Linked DNA regions of Anser cygnoides: region 1 is linked to region 2. The links are chromatin contacts, called in public Hi-C maps. All regions are on one chromosome and are shown on one strand. The core of a region is the stretch at or near the end of the contact, and the rest is flanking DNA. Distances in the headings are between cores, read along the strand shown. Region 1 overlaps MAGI1 (membrane associated guanylate kinase, WW and PDZ domain containing 1). Region 2 overlaps MAGI1 (membrane associated guanylate kinase, WW and PDZ domain containing 1).

Region 1 (5,084 bases), core at 1,600-4,099, 160 kb after region 2:
GTGAACAGTCTAGTCCAAGACCCACCCCAGTAATAGGGGAACGACTGCCGCATATGATTTGCCTTTTTAATTATTGCTTCAATCACGGGTACTCACCATTAGTAATGGCAATCGATACAATAATCGAGGCATAAATAGGAATCACTGAGTAGAGCAAAATCCATCACGTTTACTTAGCCTTTGTGACCCTTGGAAAGAAAAAATCTGTTTCTAGTGAATTATTGTATCTGTGATAATCAAGGTAAAACTGGGTCTGGAGGGGTGACTCCTGAACCAGGTGCAGTCCTCGCTCGCCCTGTCTCCCAGGCTGGAGGATGTCTAACCAGCAATGTAACAGGCACGTTACGGGGTACGTTTAAAAGGAAGAGTCTTGATGGGGTTTCCACACACTGTGCCATGGGAAATGAGTAGGATCATTCAGGCCAGGGGGGCGTTGAGCCTGGTTGGGCTTGGGGACAGGCTGGCTGTTTTCAAACGCAAAGTAAGGTCCGTTCCCTTCTCTGCTTATCACCCCGGCAAGGCTCGGCTCTTGCTCCCGCTCAGTCTGCGCGTGCATTAACGTGCGTCCCGCTCCCCCGGCTCTGGGACCTGCCTGCACCGTCGTGTATGGCGCGTGCCAGCTGGGGCCTCCTCCGCACACAGCCTGCTGGAGCTGCAGCTCAGTCCTGCAGGTGGGTGCCTCTCTTCCTCCCATCCCGCACGTGAAATCCTGACCACACTATGGCTTGAAGAGTGGCGTAGGGACCGCTGACCTCTCGGACACTTGTTCATGGATTCTGGGCTGCAGGTTCAAAAAATGGAGAGATCTCTTCAGGGCTTAATACAAGAGTCCTAATGAACCTGTGCCTGTATGTCTTTTCTCTTTTTTATTTCTGTTTTCCGTTACGTGAGCGTATTGGCCACGTGGTAGCATTTGACTGCTGGACATTTGTTGTTGCTGGTGTGGTACAACTGGCAAGTGATTTGTTTTTTAGGCCTCAGGAAGGATATTGTCTTCCTTGAAAACTGTTTCAGTATCTCTCCTCAGAGACAGAAATAAAATGAAGGGGTCAATTCCAATAGCAGCTATTTTGTAGTAGCTCTGTTGGATAAAACTGATTACTTACATGGCCAGTGAACTCGCTTTGCCTGTTTGATTTGGGCTGCATTGTAGGAACTGAAACAAAAACCACATCCAGACTGCTCTGGAGTGGAAGAATTCTGCTATCAGTTCAATCTGTTTTCCTTGTTGTTGTTTCCATGTAATGAAAAGATAAATATGCAAACATATTTACTTCATTAATTTTAAACAGTGCCAGGAAAAAGGCTCTGTCTAGGGATGGTGGAAAAATATTGTGAAAATTAGCTCTACATATTCTGCTTTCAGTCAACTCTGTTAATTAGGATCAAAGTACTGCAGTTTTTTAAAGTTCTCACCGCCTCTTCCCACACATCTCGGGATTTCAAAAGGACGCAGTTAACTAAGGCTGAGGTTGTCAGCCAAGCCTACGGGATCGAGGGTCCGCACACCGCTAGTGGGGCACCAGGACCCCAGGGTGCCACGAAGAGGGAGGTGAGCTGCAGGGTGCAGGGCGGTTGGGCTGCCTGTCCTGCCCCGGGGGTGGGAATGGGGGAATTCCTCGTGTGCTCCGGGGACTGGCTTTGTGTGGTTTTGTCTTTGCTCTAAAAGGGCGGGTGCTGTGGGATAGCTGCTTGTGCAGGTGTGAAAACAGCTCTTTGACGTGTAATTAGCAATGGGATGCTTGGAAGAAGAAACATGACGACGAATAAACCCGGTTGGTGCTTTTCACCAGTAGATCATGGTTTTCCAAATGAAGCCCATCACTGGGATGGGAAGCTTGGCAGCGAAGGGTGATGCTCAGTCCCGCAGATGGCCAGCAGGCAGGGGACAGAGCTGTCACGCCGCTCGTCACCCACGGAGGTGCCCAGTTTCTTCTGGCTTTCCTCTCGAGCAGGAAACCGTTTCAGTTCCAAGCAAGCACACAGTTACAGAAGGATGTGGAGTCAGCTTAAAAATCATGCTGACCTAAAGAATTCACCTTTATTTGCTCTAACACTTAAAACAAATACTTCTGTGGTTTGTTTTGTTTTATTTGTTCTAATGACGTTAACTTAGGTTGCTGTGCTGTTTGTCTCAGCTCACGTACAAGGCTTATCAGTTTCACACTGATACGTATTTTACTTCCCACCTATCATGCATTAAAGGACGGCAGTATTTGGATGTAAAACATGGGGTCATTTGCTCTGGGTTCATTTTCGGATCTGTGGCTTTTAGGCCCTTAGGCCATGTTTGTTCAAGTTTTGTTTCTAAATGCAAATGCTATGTAACTACCTACAAGTCTGACACAATTTCATGCACCGGGGTTAGGTCTGGCCTAATTTAATCACACAATAAAAGGGTCAGGAGGGTTTTTTTTCCTCCTATTGCAGAGGTACGAGCTCAGCCCTTTGCTGAGAAGCTCCTGGTCTGTTCTCAGTGAGACAGGCTTTGCCTTGTAACTCACAGCAGCCGTATGAGTTACCGCAGGCACCCACTGCGCGTTCTCCTGGCACGAAAGGCTGGCAGCGGCGTGTCGGTGGGGGTCGGGGCGGAGGGTCACCGTTACTTACCGTAGGTGCCTCAGAGCAGGAATCAGTCTTGTTAGTCTTTGTTTGTACAGCGCCTTCCAGAGAGCGACCTGGTCGGTAGCTGGGCTATAAAACAAATCCTCCTGCAGGCTGCTGTCGCTCTGTGCTCGCGTCCCCACTCTTGTATGCAGCGGGCTGCGCCAGAGGAGAGGCAGAGGCGGAATCGGGCTTTCGTTTTGAAAACGAGATGGTGGAAGGAGGCTGGCATTGGTGCCAGAAATCACCCTCCTTTGCATCTCCTGAAACTTCACCGATCCCACGTTGCACGTCACAAATGGCATTTTGTCCCCTGCGTTTCCTGGGACGCCGGCTGGGTGAGCGAATCCCACGGGGTGCACGGAGCAGCTCCCAGCTGCTGATGTTCTCGGTTCTGGGAGCCGCCATCGGCACAGCAGCTGGAACGAAGTCCTGTCGCTCCTGTCTTCGGATGCAGTTTAATTGGTGGCCTGTCGTGGGACTGGTCTCTGGAGCTAAGCGTTGCTGATTCCCCAAGTGAAGCTGGAGTGCGTTTGTATCAGGCGGAGGCTGTCGAGGGGCGGGGGGGGAGCGCATGAGGCTGGCTCAGCCCATGCTGAGAGCGGCTGGTCCTGCGCGCACCTCGCTCGTGTGCTCTCCGTGGCTTGTAGGTCACTGGCCTAGAGAGCACGGCCGAGGCTGATGGCATGCTGAGATCGGAGAGCCCCGGGTCCGAATCTCCGCGCTGGCCTGGCTTGGCTACAGGAAAATGATGTCCCCTTCTCTGCGTCCCTCCGTGTTTGTCTCTTGTAGTTAGCAGGAATGCTGCTGGGTTCTCGCAGAAAGTCTATTGAATCCCAAAGAGTCAATACTCTATTTACGGCCTTGCTGTTATTATTTTACCAAAGCGTAAGCTGAAGGAACAAGCTATTTAGTGCCTAATGTTTGACAGCAGAATTGAGGAAAATTGCCTTTAGGTTGAAAAACTAAACAAATAAATGCGTGTCGCATGTTCTTAACTCATGAAAGCTGGAGATGCAGTTTCTAATCCTCAGCCTGATCTCTGCCGTGTTCCAATGAGACCGGCTTACATGGGAGCACAGTGTGCTAAGGTGGAGCTAAAGGCACCAGTGGCAGCGGTGTTACCAGTCGGCCTGTGTGAGCTGGCAGGGGGCTGCCGGGACCTGTGGGCAGGATCAGGCTGGCTGTATGGCACGAAGGAGCGGACACCGTGCCTCTGAACTGTTCGTGGGACGTGCCTCGTGGTGTGCTGTTCGGCACGTATTTCACAGGTTTGCAGAGCTTTGTTGTTGGCAGTGGCGCGCACAAAGTCTGCCTGCGTTGTACGCACAGCAAGGCATAAATCTGCCTTGGAAAGCATTGACTCCGTGAGCAAGGCGTGAAGTTGTAGGCATGAGCTGGAAACGAGAAACTGAGGAAGGGGGGCAGCGAGGGAGCTCGGAAAGCAAACTAGCTCCCTGCTTCGTCTGCGCTCAGGGAAGTCACCTCACCTGCATGTGTGTGGGGGGGGGAATCTCAAAATCCTGCTGAGAAGGAGATGTCTGTCCCTGCTGGAGGAACTCCTGCAGTTTTGGCAGTGTGGCTCGTGAGCTGCAGGGTTTGTAGCAGGATTTCTGGCTCTCACCTTGCAGGAGCGAGCCAGGCGCCCGGCACGACGCTCACATGGGTCCGAAGGGGCAGAGCGCGCTGCAGCTGGATCACCAGGACTGCAAACTGCTCTTCTGGTTTTATTTTGGTGGTTGCTGCTGGTTGAGCCCCGTGCAGATGAGTAGATTGCTGCCAGGTGTCCATTACTTGTAAGAAGCATCATGCTTGTCTAAAATTAATGAGATTTTAGAGCTGGCCTGAGCGGACAGTTTGTCTTGGCAGGCTGGAAGCTGTGATCTGAATTGCACCGGTTTAGGCTTACATCTACAGTCTTCCAGCACAACTTTGCAGTGGTCATTAAAATGAAATAGTTGAAAATTGAATAAATTACATCGAGTGGATCCTTTGATGTCAGCTGGCTGCGTGGCCAAGCCTTGGTCAAGCTCACAGGGACAGCACCACGAGGAGCAGACGTGAGGAAGGCGGCGTTCCCAAGGGTCCGGCGACAGAGCTGCTGGTGTGTAATGAAGTGAGCTCTGACCGGGGCTGTCGTTTCCTCAAAGGCTTGTTCTGTTCTTCTGTTTGTTTATTTTTAAGGAAGATGTGAAGATGGGGGAGAAACGGGGACGGTTTTACTTTCCTCCTCTGTTTGTCAGCTCCTTTCTTTCTAAAAACGTCAGACTTAAATTTTAATGTCTCAGTACCGCAGGAAAAATTGTATCCTCATCATTTTACCTGTGGGGTTTCTCCTGCAGTGTGCGCTACCTAATTTGGATTTAAAATTATCCTTTTCGTAGGCCAGTAAAGAGAGGGCAAGGAGCAGAGCTGCGGCTGCAGTGAAGCCGCGCAGCTCCCTCGGCGGGGAGCAGCGGCGCTGGGGTGCCTGTGGGGGT
Region 2 (5,318 bases), core at 1,856-4,355:
GTTTCATGAAAATTTACAAAGACGGTCATGGAGTTCAAATTGCATTACTGGTGACCTGTGCACCCCTTCATTCCCTCCTCCACCAAACCCTGGTGTTCTGATGTATTTTAATCAGTGAAAATACCGAAGTAGCACTGGAATGAGACTTGGTTTGAGCCGGAGAGTAGGCATTGTAAGCAGGGGTTAAATTCCATTTTCTTCCCTCCAAGGAGAAGCGCTTCTCCCCGTCCCTGGGGCAGGAAGGGTTATCTCAGATGCTGCAAGTGCCGGGAGTCTTCTCTAGTGCGCTACTGCTGAGAAGCAGGGTCGCAGCCCTGCTCAACTCAGTGGTGCAACTGAAGTCAGTGTGATAAAGAGCTCCTCAGGATTGACCCTGCACGTATAAATATTTGGTTATGAAATGTGGCGTGCACGTATGAAAATATTTGCCTGAATGGAGTGGCCCGAACTTGCTGATGCCAAGGGAGGAGGCTTGCTGCTCTCGGCGTTACGCGAGGGTGTCGTGGGAATCCAGGGACCTGCCACCAGGCTCGGAGGAGGAGGGCTGGAGCACGGAAGAGTTAATTTGTAATGGGAGAGGAAACCTCGGGGGAGGAGGAATGGAATTGGTAACACAGAAGTGGTAGGATTTCAGCCCCTGCAAGAATAGGCGAGCAATCGCCGTGATAAAGAGGAGAGGTTAAAACAGTGCAGATGCAAATGGCAAAGCTGTGTGCGCTAGGGAGATTTAGCAATGTTAGGAGACACCCTGAAAAAAAAGTAAATAAATGAGACACAGATAAATGAAACTTTTTTTTTTGGTATCCTTTCCTTCCTTCCATCTTTCTTCTGCCAGGTTCCAGTTTGAAATAGATTAATTTCTGTCTGTACCTGAAGGCCTGTTATGACAAATAAAGATCTGAGCAGGCAAATGGAATGGAAATATTGGGAAATGACTTTTTTTTTTTTTTTAAATGTTGATCTATTCGGAAGAATGACCAAGCTTTTAAAATGTGAATACAGTTCTGAATATATATATATATATATATGGGGTGCTGCACATCTTTATTAACTGTTTCTATTATATTATTTCCTATTTTTAATGCTCGAGGCCTTTTTAAAATGGGTTTTATGGAAATGCTTGTTGGAACGTTTATATAAAATGGACATGCATCACATAATTGTCCATTGCAAAATGAAGCCAGCAAATCACGGTTTCACATTGCAGTGTGACAGAAATCACAAATGTTTTTTGTTGTTTTCATTTTCCTGTTTCACTTCCAGCCCTGCAGCCCCAGCCGTGTGCTCCTGGCTCCCTTGCCCATTACTGCGCGCATCTCCAGGTTGCAAGAAAGCAGTCAAATGCTGTGGCCATTCATCTCTGAAAGCTTATAATGAGCTTATCAGGAAAGAACTATAAATACATCTTGTACTCCTCTTGCACTGCAAGACGCTTCTTCAGGCCACGAATAATTAGGTTGGCCCACCTAAGCTAATTACAAGCTGTCTCACCATTGCAAATACCCTCAGGGTAACATTGTTAGGACTCTTTTACCAGGTTAATGGGTTCTCTGTACTCTGAATATTAGGTTGACCTTTACCATTGTGACCAAAAATGCACTGTATGGGATCTTTTGCCATGTGCCCATTCGTGATTTGTTCTCTGTGGAGAGCCTCGTCTCTCCTTCTTGGCTGGTGCTCGGAGGAGAGGAGAAGCCTGCCTGGAGCAGACACCCTCGAAGCCGTCCATCGGCCCAAGAGTGCAACTCCAAGAAGTTTTTTGCAAGCCTTTTTGAATTGCAAGGTGGAAGCAGGTCCGTAGCTTGTCCCTGTTTGCATTTAGAGCCTCTGCACAATTTGAAAGGTTGCTTTTCTGCTGTGATTACCTTTCAGATCTACTCAGTGTGTTGTCTGGCAAACTTGACCCACCTGCTTATCTTCAAGAAAACAAATGCAGCAGCTATTGCTTACTACAGAATGTGAGCTGAGCCGCGTTTTCTTTTTTTCAGTGGGCTTGCTGTGATTTTGTTTTGACAGATTGAGCTGTGTTTCACTTTGCTTTCATTTTTCACCCTGTCAAAGGAATTTCTAGTGCTCGCCCCCTCGCCCCCCTCCCGCCTCTTGCTGTCTGCCTGGATCAGCGCACCGAAGCAGTGCCTCCCTCTCCTCTGCATTGCTCGCCTGCAGCTCGCCGTGCTGCAGAGCTCTGAGCTCAGTGGTCCCGGTGGGAAGCTCAGGTCCAGCCCTGGCCATGGTGGTGGGCAGCACGCTGTGCCCTGGGCTCGCAGCATCGCCCCGTGGTGGATATGCAGGAGGTTATAAGGGCAGGTGAGCCTCCAAAGGGGGACGACTTAAGCAGCTTGAAAGTTTTGTTTGACTTTTGTTCTGTGTTTCCTCTGAACTGCCCTGATGTGTGTGCCTTTGGCTGGGCCACTTTCGCTGCTCAGCATCAGGTGGGCCATGGCTCTGCCGCAGTGTTATTGCAGGGGATGTGGGACTGAAGCTGTTCTCAGCTGTAAAACCTGGTTTTTGAGGATTTAGGGCTAGGCTTCCTTCCATTCCTTCCCTTAGCTGAACTGCACCCCTTGTACAAGCCCACGTTGCCATCACTGGGGCCTAGGGAGTCTTCACACAGCTCTGATGTGTTGCTTATATCAGGATAAAGCAGCTATTTAAGTGAAAGAATTAGAAAATTATAGGGTTTACATCTAGCTCACTCGAATATTGGCACAGTTAAGCTGACCTGGCACTACGGGGTTGTAGTGATGAGTGAATGTCTGAGCCACGCTGATCTGAGCAAGAGGAAGCTGGAATCAGGTGTAAGCACAGCATCTTCGTGACAGCGGTTTCTGAATAGCCTCAGTAATGAAGTGTTAGGGGAATCTAGCACGTGAGATGTTGTAAATACATCAGGGAAGGTGCAATCCCTGCCCCTGGAGAGCCTATGCACTAAAGAGGACAAAAGTACAATAACAGAGCAGCCGTCAGCACTGCGGTGCGTGCGCACTGCTTGGAAACCAGGCGTGCCAGCTGCCTCCTGGAGCGAGGCCGGGTGTCATAGATACCCGTGCTTTGTTTGTCCTTGTGATCAGGCAGCGGCCCTGTGTCGGTGCAGGCAGCGCGCACGCTGCTTCCCCTGACCGTAAAGGCACTGGGCCCTCCCCTGTGTCTCCTCCTGCCCTGGGATGGGCTCTCCTGGGACCGCCTAGCGCTCCTCTGCCCGTGAGGGATTTAAGCGATCATGATCACGTACCAAATCCCTAAGCACCTTTTCTTTCTCTCTTCCACACTTGGAGTACTTTTTTGGATGCAGTGTGCCTGCTTGATACTGCATTTCCTGACACTCGTTGAGCTCAGTTGCAGTCCGGCGACCAGCAGGCCTGGCTCAACTGTGAAGTCTTCCAAATTCTCTCCTGGTCCCTAGAAGTGTTCTTAGGACAAGCAGAGGAGATTTATTTGTCTAGCTGGTCAGATGGAGGTTAGTGTGAAATAAAATACACGCATGTGCTCCTCTCGCCCTCCCCTGGTGCCGGGTCAAGGCTGGCTTGTTTTTCCCGGGTCCTCCCGCTGGCAGAGCCTCTGGGGGCTCTGGGCACTGCTCCACGTGCTGTCACTAGGAGCTTACTTTGCTGCTCAGAAAATTCCCCATCTTTGCAAACCTCCCCCGTGGCTATCGTATGGCAGCATCCTTCACGTTACACATCTGGTAGTGGGGAAAGAAATCCACTTCTGTGTAGTCCAGAGATACACCAGGGTAAGTCACGAAGCGGCACACAGCTCGGTTACAACCCTCTGCATGGCTGCGGGCCTGGTGCAGGCCCGGTCTCGGGGCCTGGCCCTGCAGCGTGTCCCCTCTCAGGTGTCCCTACAGCGTGGGACCCAGCGTGCTGGGTACGCCTCGGCCTGCTCGTGGGGTGCACGGGGCACGGCCAGGCTGAAGGCCTGGCCTGGAGGGGAGGGATTTATGTCCCAGAAGGTCTCTGCCTACAGCAAGTTGGTGTTCAATGACATCTGCCCTCCTGGGGCTGAGCATCCTGCTCCTCTCCTGCCTACCACAGCTCCCTTCCCTGGTACTGGAGAGAGACTGTGGATGGAGGGGAGCTGGCATTAACCTTGGAACCCAGCTTTTTCTTTCCACGCCTCCCCTGCGAATGTTAAATGCTTCATTCCGTGTGGAGTTTAGCTACAGGTTACATTTAAAATATGTGCTGAAGCCGAAAGTGGCTGCGCTGGTAGCGAGAAAGAAATAAAAACAGCGACTTGAGATGGCAAGATAGGAGACAAAGAGGCGGAGGGGCTGTAACTGACTTATTTATAGCAGCCTAGAGAGCAAGAAGTATTGCAGAGGACACAATTCCTATAATGTTTATGTAAGGCTGTAAGAAATTGATCCCAGCTTAGATATGTTTTGTTGCATGCTGCTGGTAAGAATCATAAAAGTGATGTAGCAAAGTTTTGAACACGGTGTTACTGCTGGTCTTTTTGATAGCCTCATTTGCCACAACAAAAACCTTTAATTTGTTATTCCTGCCGACTCCGGTTGTGTTTGCTTCAAACTCCTGTGCCGTTTCTGCTTGCAGAATTCAATTCCTTCAGGCTGCAGTTCTTTGAGGCAGAATCTTTTTTTTTTTTTTAAAAAAAAATTCTCAGTAATTTAAAAAAAAAAAAAGCTTGGGATTTTGCAGAAATATGTGTTTCACAGAGGTGTTTTCTTACAGCTATTATCTGTAGGGGAGTTTCCAGCTGAGGTGGACCCAGCAAGTGTCCAAGGGCAGCCTCAGCACAAGCCCTGGCCTCCACGGGGGCCTTTTCCACGCGTTGGCCTCCCTGCTCAGCGCGTCCCAGCCGTGCTGCGACCAAAGTGGAGGCGGGATGAACCACCCTGCGGGCTGGAGATGCTACTGGAGTGGCAGTTTTACAGCATTTTGGTTGCTTAGCTTGTCAGCAGGGAGTGAGATGTTGGGCATTGCCAATGTCCTGTAGACGTCAGCAGCCCAGGGCTCCGGGCTGCTCAGCAGGACCCTGTCCTGCTCTTCTGTCACATCTGGAGCTTTGGAAAAGCCTTTCCTCTTGCTGTCCTCCCACCTGCCCACGGCAGTACGTGGTCAATCGTAGTGTCCCTGAGCATCTGTAAGCCACCGCTGGTAAATGAAGTTACTTTCACCTGTTTTCTGATGCTCTCTTTCAGTGAATGCTTCCAACTGCTTTTCTCTCGGATCTTCTCTAAAGCAACGGCGTCCCGTGTCCCTTCAGGAACCGCATGCTGTAAAGCTAGTAGAATGAAAGCAATAAAAATAAAACACATGGCTTGCTTGTAAAGACTAAAACCAGCAATAAGA

What was found. Hi-C and Micro-C count contacts between places; a contact is called where the count stands out from the background.
Region 1: a contact with region 2 is called in a Hi-C map of liver, with 8 times the contacts expected there. The contact joins two enhancer-like sites. A contact is called at or near these places in 2 of 7 Hi-C or Micro-C datasets (both in liver).

Annotation. Positions count from the first base shown.
Region 1 is chr10:9,009,707-9,014,790 of Taihu_goose_T2T_genome, forward strand. All of the region lies in intron 2 of MAGI1 (membrane associated guanylate kinase, WW and PDZ domain containing 1), which reads left to right. Among named protein-coding and RNA genes, the nearest start is that of MAGI1, 190 kb to the left of the region's middle. Within about 2 kb of position 2,850, at least 2 of the 3 cell types and tissues checked have open chromatin away from gene starts, as enhancers often do. A contact at or near this core is called in liver, where this site is marked.
Region 2 is chr10:8,853,631-8,858,948 of Taihu_goose_T2T_genome, forward strand. All of the region lies in intron 1 of MAGI1 (membrane associated guanylate kinase, WW and PDZ domain containing 1), which reads left to right. Among named protein-coding and RNA genes, the nearest start is that of MAGI1, 37 kb to the left of the region's middle. Within about 2 kb of position 3,106, at least 3 of the 3 cell types and tissues checked have open chromatin away from gene starts, as enhancers often do. A contact at or near this core is called in liver, where this site is marked.